Linked DNA regions of Zea mays: region 1 is linked to region 2. Evidence: chromatin contacts called from public Hi-C data. All regions are on one chromosome and are shown on one strand. Each heading gives the region's core, a stretch centred on a gene start, on an enhancer-like site or on the middle of the called end of the contact. The rest is flanking DNA. Distances are from core to core; before and after follow the strand shown.

What was found. Hi-C and Micro-C count contacts between places; a contact is called where the count stands out from the background.
Region 1: a contact with region 2 is called in a Hi-C map of leaf, with 3 times the contacts expected there. The contact joins the promoter of LOC103640598 here to the promoter of LOC100383022 in region 2. A contact is called at or near these places in 5 of 25 Hi-C or Micro-C datasets (ear, endosperm, leaf and 1 more).

The regions. Positions count from the first base shown.
Region 1 is chr1:177,289,568-177,296,165 of Zm-B73-REFERENCE-NAM-5.0, reverse strand. It overlaps LOC103640598 (Chaperone DnaJ-domain superfamily protein), which reads left to right and starts at 1,275. Exons shown (of 9, transcript XM_008663819.3): 1 at 1,275-2,407; 2 at 3,546-3,675; 3 at 3,814-4,301; 4 at 4,399-4,479; 5 at 4,798-4,896; 6 at 5,141-5,257; 7 at 5,345-5,416; 8 at 5,988-6,059; 9 at 6,236-6,598. The coding sequence starts at 2,087. The coding sequence ends at 6,496.
Region 2 is chr1:176,877,152-176,883,147 of Zm-B73-REFERENCE-NAM-5.0, reverse strand. LOC100383022 (Transducin/WD40 repeat-like superfamily protein) reads right to left here and starts at 2,216. Exons shown (of 16, transcript NM_001329466.1): 1 at 2,043-2,216; 2 at 1,756-1,950; 3 at 1,458-1,628; 4 at 823-1,216; 5 at 605-723. The coding sequence starts at 2,162. LOC100381537 (putative AGC protein kinase family protein) reads left to right here and starts at 2,902. Exons shown (of 14, transcript NM_001174366.1): 1 at 2,902-3,435; 2 at 4,295-4,469; 3 at 4,655-4,738; 4 at 4,817-5,058; 5 at 5,133-5,370. The coding sequence starts at 3,194.

The DNA.
Region 1 (6,598 bases), core at 26-2,525, 410 kb before region 2:
TTGGAGGGAGAGAAACTAGCTGCGTAAATGCAATGGACCCACACGCAAAAGAAGAGGGATTAACCAAGATGGAGACAGAAAGAAAGGGGAAAAAACAATGTGACAATGTGATACTACGAAAATGACTCCGACTTCTCTTAGGTCATCCATAGAAGCTCGTCCGACATCCGTTGTGTGTGGTTTTAGACCCATCCTTAATGCGGCATTCAAATTAAAGTGATGCCAAATAGTTACTTAGTTCTTCAAAAAAAGGCTAAGATTCATTTAGATCTAGTTGCTAGGTGCATTAAACTTAGTGCATCTAAACATGAGCCTTTTAACTAGTTATCACTTACCAGTTAAAAGAGTTAAAAGATTAAGGTCCAGTTATTGCTACATGAGTTAAAATCGTTCTTAGTGCATCTAAACAGGAATGCTAATAGGTGACCTAATTGTTTAGCCGAGCCTTTGAGTTGACAAGCTTAGCATGACTAGTGACTAGCCTACCTCATCCAAACATACTGACTTAGGAGCTCTACATTTCTCTATAGCACCAACATTTCTTAACCGCTTTCTTCACAGCTTCCCGTGCATGTTTCCCAATCTAGACATACTAACCTTAGAGCCTGTTTGGACCTGAAGTATTTTTTATAGTTTCTAAAGAATATCATTTAGTAATATCATAGTATTTTATGTTATAAGGTGTCTGAAAACTTTGTTTTCAAAATCATGGTATTCTAGATACTATGGTATTTTTAGAGTATTCGAAACTCCACTACAATTTAAAGTTTTTATGACATTGCTAGAATTTTGCTTAATACCATGGTTTACAATGGTGTATCAAAACAATCTTTCTTAAAACCATGGTATTTTTGGAGCTCACAAAAACTACGATATTATTATGACAATTGTAAAATATAGTAATGAAAAGTCATGGTTTTAAGAAACATTGTACCCAACACAGCCCCTTGCACATTTCAGCTTCTGCCATCTGGGATGGATCATGGATGAGTATATATTAATTCACAAGTGGCTAACCACTCCACTCTTCCGTGATTAATAACTCAAGTTAAAAGGCCAAGCACATAAATGAACTCAGTTGTCTTTCTACCATGTTTTCTCATTATATATTGGCATACCAGTTTTTTTGAAGCAGTATTAATTTCCATTCTCATCATCATTAATTAAAACAAAATAGCGATTTTTTCCCGAACTGTTGGTGCCACTGTTACTCATTCAATTGAACCAAACACTTTCTTTTCCCTCTCTATAACCACCCATCCCATATCCATCAGCACTGAGTTGAGCACCCCTGCTGGCTGCTTGCCCTGCTCCTCTCTTCTGCCCATGTCTTCTCCCTCCCCCATTCCACTGACGACAGTAGCAACCAACGGTGTCTCCTCTGTCCTCTCTCCTAAGTTACTTGCAGCCCTATCCTGTCTATCCTCATCTTCCTCCTCTCCCTGCCATCTTTTGCAAGATCTCTCCTTCGTCTTCTCTTTCCCCTTTTAAATCCACCGGAATCCCTCTTTTGTCACGAGCCAAGCCGCCGAGCGCAGCATAAAGCGAGCGAAGCACCAGCAAAAGAGAGCGACGCCGCCTGCGCCAAAGCTTCGGATTCCCGTCTATTTTACCCCCCACCCTCGCCGACTCACCGGCGCGAGATCCATCCGCAGGTGTCGGCGGCCTGCAGCCCCCCTTGAAAGATGGCGCCTTTCTGAGGCTCCCCGGGGGTTTCTCGTCGTTTCTTGCTTGGCCCCTAAAGCGGGAGAGCGGCTTCCAGGGAGCTCCTCCCGTTCCCGGCCAATTCAGCTGAAGTGGCGGCAAGTGGGTTTAGGGCTCGATCCGGTTTTGTGCCCGGGCGTGTCTGACTCTGACCCGGGCTAGGGAGCGGTGGTTCTTGGCTAGTTCTTGAGCTGGTTGCGGCGCTTATCCCTCTTCTTGGAGCTCTTGGATTGGTTTGGGGGAAAGCAGGTTCTTGCAAGCAGCTGCTTCGGTTCTCGAGGATGTTAATTTTTTGAATTCAGTCGGGGGGAATGGGGCTCTCGCGGTCTCTGGATTGAGCATTTCTTTATTGGAATTCGACATTTCGTGCGGCCTCCAGTCCATGGAGGATTTGGGGCTGTGGAAGCAGGCGTGGATGTGGGTGTTGTCCCAGAAGCACATCCTAGCGTGGGCGCACACGGCTGCGTGCGGCAGCAGGGAGCGCCTCGCCTTCCTGGTCGATCGGCACTGGCCCGCCGTGTCCCGGGCCTGCGCCACCTCCTCGCGACTCGCGCTCGCCGCGCTGCGGCAATGGCGCGGGTGCACGGCGCGCGGGGTGCTGGCGGTGGCGAGCCTCGGCCCTGCCGCCGTCTTCGTCATCCTCTGGAGCTTCTTCGTGTGCATGACCTCGCCGGCGTGCGCCCTCTACGCGCTTCTTAGCCTGGTTCGTGCTCGGTAAATCCTACTTGTCGTGTCTTGTTGCTTCTGCACTTTAGCTCAGATTTACTGGATAAGGATTTGGCATGATAGATTCTAAATCTTGACATGTGTTGCTTTTGCTGTCCAACTTTGCGTTGCATGGGAGGTTACATTTGTTTAGGGATGTGGTTAAAGTGTTGCCTGATGGATGGTGAAAAAAATAGGATAGGATGTCCAAAACTGTGCCACCACTGGTTGCCTTCATGTGTTGCTGCCAATTGTTTGTGTGAAGCTTTTAGTAGTAAGCTTATTCTATGCTATACTCAAAGTAATATCTATGAACTGCACACTGCGTTTTCAACTTCTTTTATACTAATAATTAGTTCTATGTAGATTGTTTTGCTACCAAAGGTAGGGTGGTGATGAAACATGGTTCTTGCTACTTGGTAGTAGTAAAATATGTGAACTGCTCTCTGCGATCTGTGCTTCTTTTTCACTACTTAGTTCTGTCTAGTTTGTTTTGCTGCCAAAGTTACTATGGTGACGAAACACAACTTCCGGATGAGTATGACCTGACCTAATCATGTTATGTTAATATAATTATGCTAGAATAATGCTATGCTACTCCATCCTTCATATCCTGTCTTGTAATATGTACCCTGCGGGGGTCCTATCTCAGCAAAATGCTAGAAAGTTGATGTTCAGTTGTTTTATCGTGCAGTAACTACTGTTTGTCTGATTAATTGAAATGCCAATACCTATGAATATAGCATACTTTTCATTGTAGATGGATTGACTCTAATACACACTTATGCCTCTGCCATAGTTTGAGTTTCTATCTCCCCAGTTGTGAATTGTAGCAGGCTTAATTAAGATGGGGAAAATGTTAGACCTTTTCATCTAGATTGCACTAGGTAAGTCATGCATGAATTCAATCAGTAGAAAAATAAAACAAAAGAATCCTAATGCTAGGTCTCCTGATATTTTCTCACAGATAGGTTGACATTTCCATGCTGACTGCATAGCTCATTGTCATCAAATTACTTGTATAATATGTAGCTTTTACTTGCAAGTAAGGACCAAGAGGTTTCATATTTAGATTTAGAATCAGAAAGTATCTGAAGGTGTGTCGTTTTCTAATTTTTAATAGCTCAATGTTTCAGGGGGCTGCAGCAGCAGTTGTTCACTATATGGGCTATACACCTGGCCTTTTCATTGTTGGGCTGTTTGGAATATTAATTATGTGGATGTATGGCTACTTTTGGATTACAGGAATGCTTCTAGTTGCTGGAGGTTTGTTTATTTAAACTTACAAATCTGCTCCTGATAATACTTATATTTCTTACAAGTCCCTAACCTGCTTCTTTTTTTCCTAGTAGTCATATTTATTTGACTTTACACCTGATGATAGGCTTCTATGTGTTAATGCAGGTTGTATGTGCTCTTTGAAACATGCTCGATATGTGATACCTGTTTTGACTTCATATGGTGTTTATTCTGTGGCTGTTCGTGTTGGGTGGCTTGGAGTCTTCTTGACACTAAACCTTTCTTTCTTGACAAATGATCTTCTTAATAAGTTAGTGCAAGGATACGAAGGAAGCACTGAAGAAAGCCAGTTTGAAGACATGAAGGATTCTGATCCAGTTATGGATGAGTTCTATCGTAGTTGTGAATTCCCATCAGTTCCTGACAGTGAACCTGAGACCGTGTCTTGCGCGAAGCCATACTGCTCAGCACCCATCCAAGATGTATTACATGTACAAAAAGAGGAACCTCCTAGTAAAGTAGTGAAATCTGATTCTACTTCATTGGATGAGATTAAGAGGATAATGGATGGTTCAAACCATTATGAAGTTTTGGGTGTACCTCGTAATAGAAGCATTGATCAGAAGACACTGAAAAAAGAATATCACAGAATGGTACTACAGCACCCCCCCCCCCCCCAAAAAAAAATATATATATATATAAATTCATATTACTGTCCTGTTTCTACAGTCTTGTGTTTTGTTTCTCTAGGTCCTGCTTGTACATCCTGATAAAAATATGGGAAATCAATTGGCTTGTGAATCATTCAAGAAGCTTCAAACAGCTTATGAGGCAAGTGTTTGGATGTTTATGCTTTGACTCATCATTGTCTAGATTAGTGTTTAATACAGTATTGTATCTTTTATTTAACAGCTAGTTGTTATAGGCTCCTTGCGTTCTGGTGGCTTGGATTGCCTCTCTTCCTGGACCCGTGGTGTCTAGGAGAGATGGCTTTAGCGTTGCTTTTTGTGATGTTTACCATGTGTATCACAAAACTCTGTAATTTGTTGTGTTCGGATTCAACCATGGTGAAAAAAAATACTGTATATTTTCTTTATTACCTTTCTGATTCTTGATGAAGTTAACTTGTGTAGTCATACCTCCCTGCAGGTCCTCTCTGATTTCACAAAGAAAAACAGCTATGATGAGCAACTGAGGAAAGAAGAATCACAGAAAATGACCCCAAGATCATGTGTTGTCTCTCAACAGGTTGTTTCTTATCTCAGTTAACACAGTCAAATATTCAAGTGTATAGTGTAACTTACTGAGAAATTAGCATGGTGCCATTGCAAAGATGCACAAACTGGGAAATACTACTGCTTGTGAGACTGGCTGATGGGCCCTGTGTCCACATGTCAGGGACACAACAATGATATTTTCCACCTGAATGGCCTAATAGATGTTATAAAGGAATTCACTTCAAATAAACTTATCTGACAGACCTTTTTTTTAGAGTGGTGGTGTGGAGTTTCTCTCAGAAGAGTCCAGGCGAATACAGTGCACTAAGTGTGGTAATTTCCATATATGGATATGCACCAAGAGAAGCAAAACAAGGGCACGATTCTGTCAGGTTAGTCACCCGGTGTGGACTTTTCAGGGTACTTTTTGTTTGATTGGGTATCTCTGCAGCTATTTAGTAAGAATTATGTGGATGTAGGGCTGTGATCAGTTTCATCAAGCCAAGGATGGAGATGGATGGGTTGAAACCAGATTTTCGACCTCCATCAAGGTACATTGATGTGTTGCTTTTACAATTTATTATATGGAAGAACTTATGAACAGTGTTAAATTTTGTACTTTATAACCGCGGAAAATTTGTATGGAGCGGTTTCAAACAAATGGAACATGAAGTAAATCAAAGCATAATGGACAACTGTGTGAATTCTGTAATTCTTCTGGTGTGAATATTTGTGTTTACAGAGACAAGTACGATTTTTTTTTTGTCGTCCTCTGTTTTGAACCAAGCTAGTCTTATGCTTTTTCAGGCTAATATTTTGTTTAAGGTTCCGCCAGTTTAGGTGTAACAGGCCAAGTATTTAAGGCATCTGACTATATGTCAAATATTTTAAGTTGTTATATAGGTGGATTCCTAAAGTACCTTGGTCTTGCCATTCAGCTTCTATCTCTATCCAATTTATTTGTCTCACGAGTCAAATAGTTCTAATTCTGGGATGTACAAAACCTTTGGAAGCTACTCGATTCTAGAATGCCTATTTTCCCAATGAAAATGCCCTGAGATACTCATTTTTTTCATTTCATTGTATTTGTTTTTGAGCAATGTGCTGCCTTTTTCACTTCAGATGGAAATACCACGGGCTTTTGTCTGTGCTGAGAGCAAAATATTTGATGTGTCTGAGTGGGCTACTTGCCAGGTGAGCGTCTGGCTCGATCCAACTGATTACTGTTGCTATTTTGATGTGTGAATGAACTTACAGCTTTGAACATTCACATGAAATGTTTCTTCGTTCCATTTAGGGGAATACGAATTTACTTCACGACGAAGCAAAATTTACCTTTCTAACGGATTTCACTGTCGCTGATTATCCAGGGAATGGAGTGCAAGCCTAACACTCACGGTCCAACGTTTATGGTAAACATGGTTGGCGCAGATAGGATGCCTCAGAGATCCTACAGTTCCCGGTATCCCTTCAGCTTGGACGCAGAGATGATCCCGGAAGACGAGTTCGAGCTGTGGCTTCAGCAGGCGCTGGCGTCAGGCGTCTTCGCTGACAGCCCCAAGCGCAGGAAAAGTTGGAGCCCATTCAAACTGCCTCAAAAGGGAATTAAAAGTTGGCGAAGATCGTCATGAGGGTGCAGCAGGCATTACACAGCGAGGGGTGTAGGCGACTACATCATTGGAAAGAAGGCAATGGTGCAGGGCTTCATGAATGTAAATAAACTGACCAACAAT
Region 2 (5,996 bases), core at 967-3,466:
GCATTAACTCAACAATCTGGAAACCCTCAATATACTTGCATAGAATACTCACACAAACAACTTCTTTTGTTAGCTATATTTTCTTGTGTGACGAACCAAGCAACAGATAGACTTAAATCAGTGATTACGCACATATTCGTATAGCAAAGGAAAACATGGGTTAATAAATGGCCATTTCAGTATTAATCTTCAATATAGAAAGTTGTCAAGTGATAAAAGCATAAATACATGTTTTGCTAGAATATTATTTCAAGCAAATTATGGCCGGGACTATGGAGGGAACTTGAATTTAATTATCTAAACTACAATGCATAAGAAAGCAAGGAATGATAACAGCATAAGATCCATGCATTACCATATACAATGCTCTAGACTTGGACATCTAGTGGCCTGAGTTTTGAACTACTGTTTTGATTCTAATGGATTAGTGACTTAACATCTGGGCAAGACTGGAACATTAACTAAGCAGTAACTCATATGGAATGCGGGAATACAGTTATCAAAAACTTCATAAATCAATAATATAATTTGCTCTGCAGAGCAAAAGGCATTGGGTTCTTGTAAAGCATAACAAAGAATAGTTTAGAGAGAAAAGGACACTTACGCAGGAAATGGAAGAATCTGGAGAATCTACAAAGAACAAAAGAGGAGACCCCAGACGTGGTTTATACCTTCTCTTTCCAGTATCTAGTTGCCACACAACAATAACTCCCTCCAAACCACCTAACATAGAAAAAATTGTCATTGAGAAGTACAGGTCTTCCAGGGAAAGACTGAGTTAAATTGACATAGACAGAAAGTAAATGACTCAGTATGCTAAACCTGAAAACAAGTATGCTCCATCAGAAGAAAACTTGAGAAACCTCACACTGCTTGAGTGCCAATGCCATGTTGTGCAAGTGTCTGCATCATCATCCCCCCTAACACCATCCCTTCCGTCATCCTCTTTCGACTGTACACTACTTTCAGAGAACTTTGAGTTTCCAAAACATCTCCAAATCAGGATCCGCCCTGTTACATCACCACCAGCCACAGTTCTCTCAGTTGGATGGAATGCCAGAGTGGTCAAGTGTTTGGTGTGCCGGAGCTTTATCTTCCTTATCTTGTCAGGCTTGAAATCTTTTGTTGGTATGCGCCATATATGGAGCTTTCTTTTATTTGTAATGCCCAAGAATTCTCCAGAACTACTTGCAACGATCTTTTCTGGTTTACGTGTCTGTTTAGATCAGAGCAAATAGTTCATGGAAGCAAGGTTGTAACATTAAAAAACAGAAGTGACACATATTCAACATAATTCTGTACTTTATAATTGAAATTTGAAAACTTATTATATTCGATTCAAATACCAAGAGCATCAGCAAGCATAACCGTCAATATAAAGTACATTAAAGACCAAGATTTATTATGTGGAAATTGACAGATATTGAGTGACAAAGATTTATTATAAAGCTTCTCACCTCGGCCAGGAGGCCACCCACTTGGCGCCCCTTTGTCAGGTCATAAACTCTCATCTGCCCACACAGCGCTTTTGGTTCACTTGCCAGCTTACTCGTATCCTCCACAGAGATGAATGCAAAGGGGCTCGACACCTCAACTCCTTTTGAGGTCCTATATATGTCAGGAACCACCTGCACTCACGGAATCAAATCACAAGCACGCACATTGGCACATGTAATCTCGATTTTTCTCAGCTCAGAATACAAACTAATGATAACCAGAGCAACAGAAATCGAGGAGGCAGCAGGTTGAGCTTACCATGGAGTGGACGGGGAGCCCAACCTGGACCTTCCGCATCACCTCCGCGGCCAAGAAGTCCCAGTAGATGAGCACCCCGTCGAGCCCCGCCGTCCAGCAGTAGCTCGCAAGCTTGGCCGCCGCGGTCGCCTGCGCTGGCGGCGCCACCACCACCACGGCGGTGACGTCCCCCTCGTGCCCCTCCAGCTCCGACACCTGCGACACACCAAAACCCCCGACAACAGTCACAACCCGCACCTCAACAAATTTCCTTCATCGAAGACGGCGGCGCACGGGGCCGGGCTTACTAGCATGGCGGTGGCGGTGCTGAAGACGGAGACGGCGCGACCGGAGCAGACGAGGAGGAGGCGCCCGTCGGCCGAGAAGGCCGGCGGCGCCGAGACGTAGCTCTGGCCGCCGGTGATCATGGCGGTGACGGCGAGGAGGCGCTAGCCGCTAGGGTTTTGGGGTCCAAGTCCGAGTGGGAATGGAGTGGGGGAGGGAGACGGCGCTGGCTCGACAGAGTAGTAGGGTTTTGGGGCCTTGTTTGCCGAGGCGAACTGGCGAAGAGTGGCTCTGAACGGGTTAACGGGCCTAAACCCGCTTCGTATTTGGGCTGTAGGATAATGGACTGGGCCGAGCCGAGCTCCTTTGTCCCTGTCGATGAGGCCGGGCTGGATTAGGCCTTAGGGTAGCTTGCAAGAATGATGTCCAAGGCCAAGGCTCACAGTGTTATCCTTATCCTTATATCATACTTTAGATTAGATTTAGAATTTCTGATACAAATTTAATTTTCTAACTTTTTTTATCCGTCTGAGATGCTCTTACGTAGGGGTGGTAATGGATCGCGATCCAAATGGTTCTTCACAAAATAGTAGGGCCCTAAATAAATTTTAGTTCAAAAATAAATAGAAATAAGATCCGATCCTAATCCGATCCGATCCTTAAATCTTATAATATAAAATTAAGAGTCTTACGATTCGGTTTTTTATACGTAAACACGAAACACGCGCCCTCGCGCGTCTTTTGAAAGTTGCCACGCGAAACAGAAACAGGCAGCACGTCGTAATAATAATTGGGCATCCCAATCTTTCTTATTTTATCTCGGCCAACGTGGACGGCGCGTGATTTTCTCTTCTCTCGCAGTCGCAGCACGGCAGTCGGCAGCAGGCAGGCAGCCAGCCAGCAGCCAGCAGCTGCGAATCGAAGCGGAATCGAAGCCCACCACCAGCAGCAGTGCCCACTTGCTTGGAGCGCGAGTTTACCCCGAGCAAATCGCGGCGGCGCTCGTGCCCGTGCCTCCCGCGTCGAACCCTAGTGCAACTACCAGATCCGGAGATCCCGCGCGGGCGCGGGCGGGACACCAAGCTTCTGACTCAACTCAATCCCCGCACCTGCCAATGCCACCCCCTCGGCGCTGATCCGATCCCGCCGCCGCCGACACTCGCGGGCCCGCCCCATGGATTCCGCCCGGAGCTGGCTCCAGAAGCTGCAGCCGCGGGACAAGGACAGAGAGCGGGGCGCCAAGACGCCGGCGCCGGCGTCGCCCAACGGTGGCGCCGGCAACTCCGCGAGGATGGCCGCCGCGGCGGGGGAGGAGGCGCTGTCTAGCGCCACCAAGCAGAAGGTGGCGGCGGCGAAGCAGTACATCGAGAACCACTACAAGTCGCAGATGAAGTCGCTTCAGGAGCGCAAGGAGAGGTCAGTCCACTCCACTCCACTCCACTCCACTCCACTTTCCTTCCTGGTGTGATGGCAATGCGCGTGTGCCTGGGTGATTTGAGGGGGCTCAGTGCTGGCAAATCGCTATATTTATCAAGTGATGTAACTTTGAGCTGGGCAGTTGGCCTCGGTCTTCTAGTAATTGCTAAGTGATCATTCATCATTTACTATTATCAGCTTGTCTATGCCATTTTTAGGGGAGCCGGGTTCTGTAGGCCTATTAACATTTTATCTGTTTGCAAATACTTACAAAATTGCTAAGGGTCTGTTTGGTTCCAGGGACTAAAGATTAGTCCCTCCATTTTAGTCTCATTATTTTCTTTTGCAATGAGAAAACAGATTAACCCAACAAGGTGGAACATACCATACATAATTATCAACTTATATGGTCAAGAATGAGGATAAAATCTGCCCATAGAGAAGGGAATAAATTGTAACCAGTTGACTGCTGAAATTAGCCCCAACTTTATTTTAGTGCCCCCATTAGTCTGCATGAGCACTGTTAGCAGATACAGCTTCATATAGAATTATGGATTATGGAAGTAAGTACACCTTGCAGTCTGCTTCTGTACTTTGGTATGAATATAGATGTTCTATCTGTATTCGTATGGGTCTTAGCACCACACTCTTGCAGGGTCGATCGGTCGACTTATTTTCTTGACTATTCACATTTCTCTTTTGCCCATAAGTTACACTTGACAACTCTTCTTCTTTAGGACTTCTGTAGGCCTTATTAAACTGCTGCTGTATATTGTTTTTGGGATCATGCTTCTGCTATACATTGTTGAGTTCTGGCTAAGTTTGCTGCAACCCATGTTGATATCAACCAATATTCTAGGCGTTGGATGTTGGAGAGGAAACTAGCAGATGCAGATGTATCTGAAGAAGAGCAAAACAATATCCTGAAAGATTTAGAAAAAAAGGAGACAGAATACATGCGCCTACGAAGGCATAAAATGGGCGTTGATGACTTTGAATTGCTTACCATTATTGGGAGAGGTGCATTTGGGGAGGTAACAAATATTTGAGTCATCCTCTTTGATACAATATATAGTTGGGTGTTCGTGTTCTGTAATGAACAACAGTTTACTCAATACTTCGAGAGAAAGTTTTCTTGTGAAATACATGCAGGTCTCTAAAGAGACAATGTCTGTTTTCTGTGTCTGCCTGCAGCTTACCCCATTATAATATTTTGCAGGTGAGACTTTGTAGAGAAAAAGCTACATCCAATGTGTATGCAATGAAAAAGCTTAAGAAGTCCGAAATGTTACGAAGAGGGCAGGTATTCCATGATGTTAACTCTAGTAACTGTACTGTGTTATCGAGCTAACTTCTATTTTCTCCAATGCATTGTTTTTAGGTTGAACATGTCAGAGCTGAAAGGGACCTCCTTGCAGAGGTTGATAGTCCTTACATTGTTAAGCTGTACTGCTCATTTCAAGATGATGAGTTTCTGTACCTCATTATGGAGTACCTTCCTGGTGGTGACATGATGACTTTACTCATGCGCAAGGACACACTGACTGAGGACGAATCTAAGTTTTATGTTGCAGAGACAATACTAGCAATTGAATCTATTCACAAACGCATTTATATTCATAGGTAACGTTCAATAATAAGCACCACTATATATCTAATCGCAGTTATTTAATTCAGTCATTCTTATACCTTTCCAGGGATATCAAGCCTGATAATTTGTTGCTAGATCGAAGTGGCCACTTGAAGCTTTCAGATTTTGGCTTATGTAAACCTCTAGATAGCAGTTGCTTCCCAAATCTGAGTGACCTTGACTATGCAGCAGGTAAGAGCACCAATCCATCATCAGATGGTGATAAGCAATCCAGTAACTCTACTGCCCCCAGGCGGACACAACAGGAACAACTACTACATTGGCAGAAGAATCGGAGGATGTTGGTGGGTGCCCAGCTATGTAAATTTTGACTCCTGCCATTTCATTGTAGATATGTCAACTCAAATATTGGTTGTGAACCTCAATACACAAATCTATCTACTACACAATAAATTAGCTTGTATCTGCTTGTCAACATGAATTTGTTCTAAGGAGGGTCCTTTTTACACAGTGTAGGCTTTACAATGACATTTCTTATACACAATGTAGAACTAGAGAGCACAATGGCGACAATAACAACAGTCTTTTAGTTTGAAGCAAGTTGAGTAGGCCAGGAGTTGTTAAGAGCACTAATGTACTAAAACTAGGTTAGAATCAAGAACATCTATACATGTACGGTTATTATGTACGTTAAACATGCTTGTATGAGTGAAAGGTTTCAAGATATTATTGTCTTCAAACACTGAGCAGTTTGCATAGATACATGGAGAAAATGAAATTTCATTCCACCTAAGGGCTTGTTCAGTTAGGGGTGTCCGGGTGTGGATTAATTCCCTCCAATCCCCCTCAATCCACCTCAAACTGAACAAGCCCTAAGGTGAAGTGTAATCCTCAGCACATCACATATGGAATGGCTCAGATTGGTCATCTGTTTAAAACTCATGCCTGGTTCTGTTTCATATCCTTGACT